Regions from separate parts of the Capsicum annuum genome. Here region 1 is linked to region 2. The links are chromatin contacts, called in public Hi-C maps. All regions are on one chromosome and are shown on one strand. The core of a region is the stretch at or near the end of the contact, and the rest is flanking DNA. Distances in the headings are between cores, read along the strand shown. Region 1 holds the start of LOC124887343. Region 2 holds the start of LOC107842745 (receptor-like serine/threonine-protein kinase ALE2).

What was found. A called contact is a pair of places that touch in the nucleus more often than the background predicts.
Region 1: a Hi-C map of bud shows a contact between it and region 2, with 2.9 times the contacts expected there. The contact joins the promoter of LOC124887343 here to the promoter of LOC107842745 in region 2. A contact is called at or near these places in 2 of 5 Hi-C or Micro-C datasets (bud and placenta).

The regions. Positions count from the first base shown.
Region 1 is chr9:78,043,582-78,047,937 of UCD10Xv1.1, forward strand. LOC124887343 reads right to left here and starts at 2,989. Exons shown (of 4, transcript XM_047396860.1): 1 at 2,799-2,989; 2 at 1,875-1,991; 3 at 282-435; 4 at 1-193. The coding sequence starts at 2,865. The coding sequence ends at 22. The region is part of intron 5 of LOC107842553; the gene reads left to right.
Region 2 is chr9:77,866,933-77,871,755 of UCD10Xv1.1, forward strand. LOC107842745 (receptor-like serine/threonine-protein kinase ALE2) reads right to left here and starts at 1,912. Exons shown (of 9, transcript XM_016686722.2): 1 at 1,212-1,912; 2 at 463-546; 3 at 211-324; 4 at 33-134. The coding sequence starts at 1,275.

The sequences.
Region 1 (4,356 bases), core at 1,739-4,238, 180 kb after region 2:
AACAAGATCCTTTGAACCGCACTAATTGAGCAACAAATTATGTGAACATACCTCCAGAACATCCTTGTTAGAAAGCAGAATAGGAAAGGAAATGTATTCTCTCAAGGTTCTCCTAAACAGATGTGTGCAAATATCACTGGAGTGAAGTGGGATCTTGGTATTCTGGAAACCAATTATTTGAAGGAAAGGATATCTGCAACATTGGAAGAAAGTAGACATCTTTGAAAAGATGTATATAAGAAAATTAAGACAGAAGAAGTTTGCATAAGGATCTACTCTACCTATGCTGGAGAAACTTGACTTTCTCGAGCACGCTAACAAAGTTGGCCTCTGTGATTGAGGAACTATCAACAAACCCAGCTATGAGAACCAGGAAGATGCCATCTTTCAGAGATTTCTTATCCGGAATTCCATTTAACCAACAATGAGAAGGGTCTGCACATTTTGTTCAAAACGCAATGAAAATGAGAAAAGCATGCATATATATCCAGTTACACAAACCAGATAATGAACAAATTAGTAGTGCCAAAAGTTGAGTAAGAAATGTGAAGAGCATACAACATAACAAAGAAAGACATAGATAGAACACAGAATTTTGCGATTAACTTTGTCATAATCCTCTGCTTATGTACAGCATCATAAATAATCTGCTTATGGACATTCAATTATTAAAAAGTTGAGGATACAGGGATCGATGAATGCAAAATTGTCATTAAATATTCTATCAGGAGTCATAAGATTTACTAAAGAGAAACCGCCATTACATGCAGAAGAAAATGAAAGCAAGAAACATGTTTTTATTCTCTGACTCATCTTAGCATTGTCATTGATGAGTTCCTTAAAATGTTGAATCCAACTGAAAACTAGAAGAAGGTGATCTTCTGACAGACATGTTGGTAGGGTAGATAGACTGGTCATTGTGACATGAATACAGGATAAGACCGTTTTTTATTGGAACAAAAAATCAAATACGTACAGCTGTGGAAAACAGATTACCACTTAGGTACACTTGCTTTTGCAAAAAATAAGGTTCACTGTAAACCAAACTACAAAATGAACTCAAAGTTCCACCATGCAATTCACGCATTGACGCATACCAACAACGCCTCAACTGAAAATCTACTGTATAGATAAAATCTTAATGAAAAAAAGGCATGAATATGCATGCTTAGGCCGCAAGTACTTTAACATATGTATCCATTATTAAGCATTGAGCTCTCAGGACTCATTTCAATGATAAGGTCCACAGACATGATTAACTCAACCGTTGACAAGTTGGTTTGTTGGTCCAGTACAAGAATCATTTATGGTCCATTTGTACAACTTTTTGGCGCATCATATAGGTAACGGAAAAGTATTTAAAATTTTCCTCCAGTTCAGGATTTTTTTTCTTTTCTTCATAGGTAAGTTTCTTCAACTTGGCTTATTAGCTTAGTTGGTCAGAAATCCATCAAAGTTTTAGATGCCAATACTACCAAACCAACGAAATTTCCGGAGAAGTTGATGAATTTTGCCTGCTAAAGCCTAATGGTAACTAGACATATACCATATGTTACCTCCGTATGCAGTTGTTGTTTTTCTTATAATTGTCGTGTCCGGGCTAGCTTTTGCGCATCTCAACTAAATCCACGGGATACCTGTCACCTCCCACCAGCAACAAATATCTGTTAACTTTATCCACCAAGGCTAGGATCGATGGAAGAATCACCTAGTGTGTTTTGTCTCTGTTGAGATTTGAACTTGACACCTCAGGTTCTCAAACCACTTCATTGACCACTAAGCTACACACCCTTGGGTGCACCTCACTATGTAGTTTCATCCTCACAATTTTACAAAAATAGCTAAATCACATTTACCAAGCGAGAGTAGCTCACCTTCAGGTTTATCAATAGTAGACTTAATGAAGAAGGGGATATTGAGTTGTACAAGAGACTCCGGCACTGCTTCTGATATAGTTGATATAGTTGATACAGTTGAATACCTGAAAGAGACTGTCAAGGACAAGTAACGACTACTAAAACCTCCAAAATAGTAGGCTGCAAAAATTCAAACTACTATGTGGAGCCATAAAAAACAAAAATATAGAATTAATGATTAAACCAAAGGTAATGTACTTGTGTGCAATGCTCCTTTTCTTCTTTTTCCCCTAAAATATCTTTCCTCTAATAAATACAAAACTGATAACAATTGTATATTTTTTTTGGTTCAATGATGACAACTGTATATGTTAAGGTAGCCAGAGTTTTCTGCATGTTAACACATATATACAGCACTAGAGAGAAAAAGTATTCCTCCAATAACTTTATCCATGAAAGAATTACGCAAGAAATTTCGAGGACAACTATGCATCATCACATTGTATGTCTCATAACATATATTGCTACAAAACCGTTTCAGGATATTTTGTAATGTGAGCTGAATCGAACATCAACTCAAAAATGAATTTCTCGCTCTCCTCTTTCTTACTGAAAGACGAGATAACAAACGTTACTTTGGTACACATACAGAATAAGTCAAATGCAATTGCCTTAAAATAGAAATTATGAATTCATTGTTGTTCAATCAGGTGGAAACATACATACTCATAAAGAAATTCAAATAGGTGTACCCAGCATACAGAAAATGTTACCTATTGATATCTGCACATGAATTTTTCGAATAATAATTTAAAAGACGCGGGCAAAAATTGGTGTGTTTTACGAGTAGGTTACAGTTTTTTCCTGTCCAGAATAAGAAATTGATATTAGCTGAAGATAATTAGAAAGAACATTAGGCAAATAAGGAGGAGGAGGAGGTACCAGCAGAAATAAGAGGGAGCAGCATATAAGCCTCTTTCATGCGTCTAACTCGAACAGCCATCGCCATACTCGTCTCCTTAACTATTTTAGGGCTAGTGCTGCTCGAGTACAAGTGGTTTTACTTTGGTCTCACTGCCCATTGCCTGCTCTATTTTTATTTTTTTTGGTGAGGCTTGGGTTCGGCCTGCTCTATTTTATTACTACTATTTTTATACAATAAGCTGCATATGATCCACATGACTGCTTTAATTATTTCTAATTAATTTTTATAAGTTATTTATATAATAAAAAATTAAAATTTTAAAATAAATATTTATGACATGATTGTTTCAACTGTTTTAACAGTAATTTTACTATATTATTCATAACTAATTTATAAGTTATTTAAATATTAAAAATTAATAACGGTTGATAAAAAATTAAATATAAAATAATAAATTATTTTTTGATGTTTTTATAAGTCATTAAAGTATTAAAAATTTAACAAAAAGGATAAAATAGACATAAAATGATAAATTATTTTTGTATATTTCAAATTAACTTGACGTCTTATATGAGACCACTTAAAAAAAAATCGCAAGTATTTACTATAATAATTTTACTATGTCACTTTTAATTAGTAAAATAGAAGAAAAAATATTATAAATCACAATAATTAAAAACTTAGATTATTTAAAAATATATAATTGACTATCAATTCCATGAAAATTTGAACAATCTAAAATATTGTTATACGAATTTCATCAATCTAAATATAATAATATATGGCTAACTTAGAATTTATCAACCAAACAAACGAAGGTTTTAATTAAATGATAGAATTATACATAACGTACAATTTTTAAGGATCAACATTGGGTCGTACGTAGCATGGCGTAAGCCGACTAGTTTAACTAGTGGGATATCACGGGCTTAATATTTATATTTTTTTTATTTTAATGTATGTGAGGTATTTTACTTTTTAATTTATGTAAAAAATATTTTTTTAATTTTTTAGAAATAATTTATTTTTATATTTTTTATTTTATTTTTTAATTAAATGTTTTATAACCATATAAAATTTAAGGTTTATTTATGCCACAAATTTCAAAATAGTATTTCATTTTCTCTATTTCATGTTTAATCAAATGGTGTCTCGTAAATTAAATGGAAAAATAGTTTTTAAAAAAAAAAGTTAAAATTTAATTTCCTTGTTTACGAATTTTATGCTTCATTTATTAGTACCGAATAAAAATAAAAATTTTAATTATTCAAATCTTAGCTTGTAACTATGTATTTAATTTTTTATATGAATTCGGTCATTTAGAACTCAATACCTGTACTACTTCCATATTCCATTTTTGACACAGATATGACTATAGAAAAGTCCTTCATCCAATTATTTTTAATTTTATCATTTTTTATTTATTTTATTCTTGTTATTAAATATTATTTAATATCTAATAAATGACTTATAATAATTAATTAGAAATGATATAATAAATTTACTATTAAAATACTTATGAAAAAAATAAGTGAGCTGATATAAATTGTTAAGTTAATTTAAAACATCAAAAAT
Region 2 (4,823 bases), core at 662-3,161:
GAGGATATTATCAACTATAACAGAAATAATACCTGAGCCCACTGCAGGAGATGGGGAAGCACGAGCTCTCGGCCGACGATGATGATGACCATGATGTCTTGGCACTCGACTGGCAATAGGAGCTGGAGCAAGACCTAAAGATTAGAGTTCCGCATCAGTAAAGCCCCACGAAGTCCTAAAAGATGGCTTGGAAAAAGCAATTCTTAATACCTTGAGATGCAAGGTAAGGAGCAGGCGCCCTAGAGGGAATCAGATGTGGTTTAAAATGGTGTCGGTGCGGTGCTGACATTGGTACAAATGAGACACGAGTTAACACTAATCTTGCTGCAAAACAATGTAAGACACTAAGTATGTTCCAAATCCACATTTATCACTAAACTTGCATAACAAGAGGCTTCTCTAATCAATCAACAAATAACAAAACAGAGCTAAAAGAAGCAGAATTTGAAGTACTAATCTTACCATCTTCCAAAAAGAGTTGGCTTGCATAGTACGGCTTGTTTGGCGGTAGAGTAGGAGAGAGGTAAATATGGGGCAATGTCATCCCTGAAGTTGAAAGTTTTAGAAGCAAATAGGTAACCATACTTCACATACAGAGAAACAGCCAATCATGCATGCACTAATTTTTGAAAGGGGGAAATATGTAGTAGATGTCTTAAACAAAATAACTCAAAAGGAAATACTTTTAATTTACAGGCCGTAAGCATCAGTTAACTAATGCCTGTCTGCCTCTTTCCTTCCAAAAGGAAGGGGCTTTCTCTATATATCAACTATGTTGCAATAACAATGCGAGTTGGCGTCAACTATATGAGCTCTCTAGATTTTTTCTAGGCCATTTTGTTTCTTTTCAAACAGGAAGAGGTTTCAGTAGATTCTTGAAATGCAAAAGTAGGCACCTCGAACCTTTTCACTGATTGGAGTCTGCATTTTAGTTCAAAATTTCAGACCCCGACAGTTCAGAATAGCGTATAAACTCCACAAAATGCCATTCTCTTGGTTAATCCCACCCGTTCACACCTCCTAAATTGTGCAGAAATTTCAGAATAACGCATTAACAAATTAAAGGTTTATGAGAGAAAGAAACAAAAAAGTCCTAATCCCAGCTACAACCGACATCTGTGCTTCTCTGCAGACTACCCAAGCGAACCCAGCCACTACAAGCATCTCAACAATATAAAAATAAAAAATTACTCTACTAAAGATGAAATTACCGAGAGCAGCAGGAAGCAGTAGAGTGAGGAAAGAAAGAAGAAAGAGAAGCATCAGAGGTAGCATCTTCTCTCTCTACAACACAATTCCCAAACACCATCCTCAGTATCAAACCCCTCCAAACTGGAACAGCATTCTCCCAGCTTCTTTAGGATTGTACTCAAGCTTAAAATTCCAAAAATACCCTCCATGAACTTCCTCCACTCAAATCCGAAGATTGCATGTCTAAAAACCCTAGTTACTCCACTCGACAATGTAAAATGCTCTACTTTACATATCCAAGAAATACGGCAAATGCTCCAAACAACCAACACCACAGATTCACAGAGATTACTCGGAAAAAAGACAAATAATGAATCTCCGGCAAGAATTCAGCTCAGCTACAAAAAGTGAGAGAGAGAGAGTGGAAGGTGAGGGAGTGAGTGAGTTGGTGGGTGGCTTTAATTGCCGGTGTAGCCAACAGCACACTTGCTTTCGGTAATTCATGATTGTCTCCTACACGGCCCACCTCTGCGCGTGTCTAACACGCTTTTACTAGAAAAATCTTTTTTTCTATTTTCATCTTCCCGCGTAAATTACGATTTCTTTCCCACGACCTTTGCGTCAAATATTGTCGTACCTCTGACGTACTAGTGGAGTCGTCCGCGCTTCACGCAGTTATATCATGAATGAAAAATTAATTTCAAATATCATTCGCTCAATTGATTAAATTAATAAATCTAAAAGTTATTTATAGAGAGATCACAAAAGGTGTAGCTCTTTTTTGAGATTTTATTGTCTAATTGAAACAAAAAGCGTTGCGGCAACTGATGATTAGGAGCTACCTTTTAATTAGTACACTAACATTTCCAACATGATAGAAGAAAATAAACATTGTGAAGAACACTAAATACTCCATCGATCTCCTCATGAAAATATGAATTTCATCTGAATTCTAAGCCGAATAGTTAGACCTTAAAATGCAAAATTTTAAATAAAAAATTAAAAACTTCATCGATCTCCTCGTGAAAAGATGAACTTCATCATAGTTCTAAGATGAATAGTTAGAGCATAAAATGCAAAATTTAAAATAAAAAGTTGGATACCTTTTTTCTGATTGAAGAAATTGATAATGTTATTATGTCCATATTATCAATATTTGTTGCATTAACAAACTTCCTGCAAATTTCATACAATAAAAATAGAAATCACTAACACAAAATTACACAAATTAGACACATGATAAAACTAAAAAAAATAAAAAATTGAAAACATAATTTGGCATTCATCCATTACCTATAAATAAAAATTCAATATAAATTTATGAGAATAGAAAAAGTGTGGGAGGTGAAAAGATTGTAATTCACATGAATTATAATATTCATTAAAATTCAATAAATACATTAAAATATATTGAAGAGAATTTAAGAGGTGTTTTTGTGAGGTACCTTTTGAATTTTTTTAATACATAATATATTAATTTAAAATAATGAAAACTTCAAAAAAACAGAGATAATACATAAATATGTATGAAGGCCTGGAGAGGTGTCATATCATCCTCTTTATGACTTTCCTTTAAATTATACTAGTTTCATAAGGTCCAGGCTCCAAAATCAAAGTACAAAAATAATAATTTATATCATAATTTTTTTTTTACTTTATAATCAGTACATCTAATGATCTGCTTAACAAGTCTCATTGATAAGTTTTCATAATATTGTTTTTAATAAAAGATTTTGATAATTTTAAATAAAAATTATTATTTATGAGGCAGAAGATATTGACAGAGAATTAAAATATATCAAAAAACTTCAAGTAATTCAATATTTTATATAATGACATAATTTAAAATAGAGTAAAGCATCTAGTACCCCACGAACTATGACCAAAGTTGTTACGATGCACTGAAACTTTACAGGGGTCATATTACCACTGAATTCAATTTTAGTGTATTTTTGTCACCCTTTTTAGCTGACGTGGCACCTTTGATGCGGGCCTCATTTTTATGTAATAAAGGTGTCATGTCAGCACAAAAAGGCGACAAAAATACGCTAAAATTGAGTTCAGAGCACCCATGTGGAGTTGAAGTGTGTCGTAGCAACTCTAACCATAGTTCGAGGGGTACTGAATGCTTATCTCTTTAAAATATTTAATAATTACATTTCGATGAAGATCATAAATAGAAAAAAGATATTGATATTTTTATAAAATTTGCAAATATTTATTTTCTTAGTCACAACTAAAAAAGTTATTTTGATATTTATTGAGTTTTAATTTTTTTCATAATTTTAGTGACAATAATTTTTGCTAATTACATCTTTTTCATCTTGTCAAATCATCTGGAAAAAAGAAGTCAATGTTTTCAAGTTATATTACGGCTATAATAATTATAACCTCAATTAAGATTCTTTATAAAAATTAATTTAATAAGAATATATAAGGATATTAAATGATAATTAAACTACATTATTAGCTTACTCCGTTCGGTCTATTTACTTATTATGTTTACTTTTTGCATGCCCCTTACAAGAGTAACTTATTCATCTTATTTTAATTATTGTTTTATACTTTTTCATGTTCACTATGAGAAATAATAAATATAAGATATTATTTATTATATTATAATATCAAAAAGAACTATGAAGTTGTAGTTGAAATCGTTGAAAACTTTAATTTTGTAAGAAAAGTTAGCTTGAATATTGTTGATTTAAAATAAAAGGAGTTTTAATTAAATAGTAATCTAACACGTGGCAAGAAAAAAATCAATTATAAAAACCCAAGTGGAATGATCTTAACAAAAAGAATAAGGGCGAAAATAAATGTAATTAAAAAACACCATTAATTATTATATGTAGTAATTTTGTTTCACCAAAAATTAAAATATCAAAAAAATCCTTAAGAAGGCTACCAAAATCTCAATATCATCTATGGTTCAGTGGTGAAAAAAAGTATTGTCTTAAAAAATTGTTCAACTTTTATCGTTTTATTTTTCAAAAGATAATTTGACTTATTCTAAAGCTAAATTGTGTTATATTAATTCAATAAAATTAGAAATTAGATATTCGAAACTATATGAAACACAGATACCATAAATTGCAGTGATTATGTCAATATAATAATATTTTTTTCTTAAAAATATTGATTAAAGTTCATATAATTTGATCTTCAAAAGTGAAACGTGACAAATATTTTAAGATGAAGAAGAAAATAATTTAATAAAATCAAAAGAAATTCAACCAATTAAAAAGATTCATGTAGAAAATCTTAAAAGAAAAATTCTGAAAAAATAATGTCACGTATAAAACTTTCATATCATAAATTAATAGGAGGACTACCAAAATTGTTGTTCTCTCTTGTTTTTTTATTTCTATTTCTACTATATAGAAGAGCGATCGTAGGATGACAAAGGGCGGCATAGGCAATTTACTCGGTCCAAAAAATCTTCTGCTCATTTCATTCTTTTCCAGAGACACTAGAGACACTATGGAGTCGTTTGGTAGAGTGTATTAAAAATATAATACATGCATTATGGCTTATGTATTACTAGTACCATGTTTGGTATCCTTTTTTAGATTATGCATAACTAGTACTCGTATTATTTATACACACTTTTGTGTATTAAAGTGTGTGTTAAC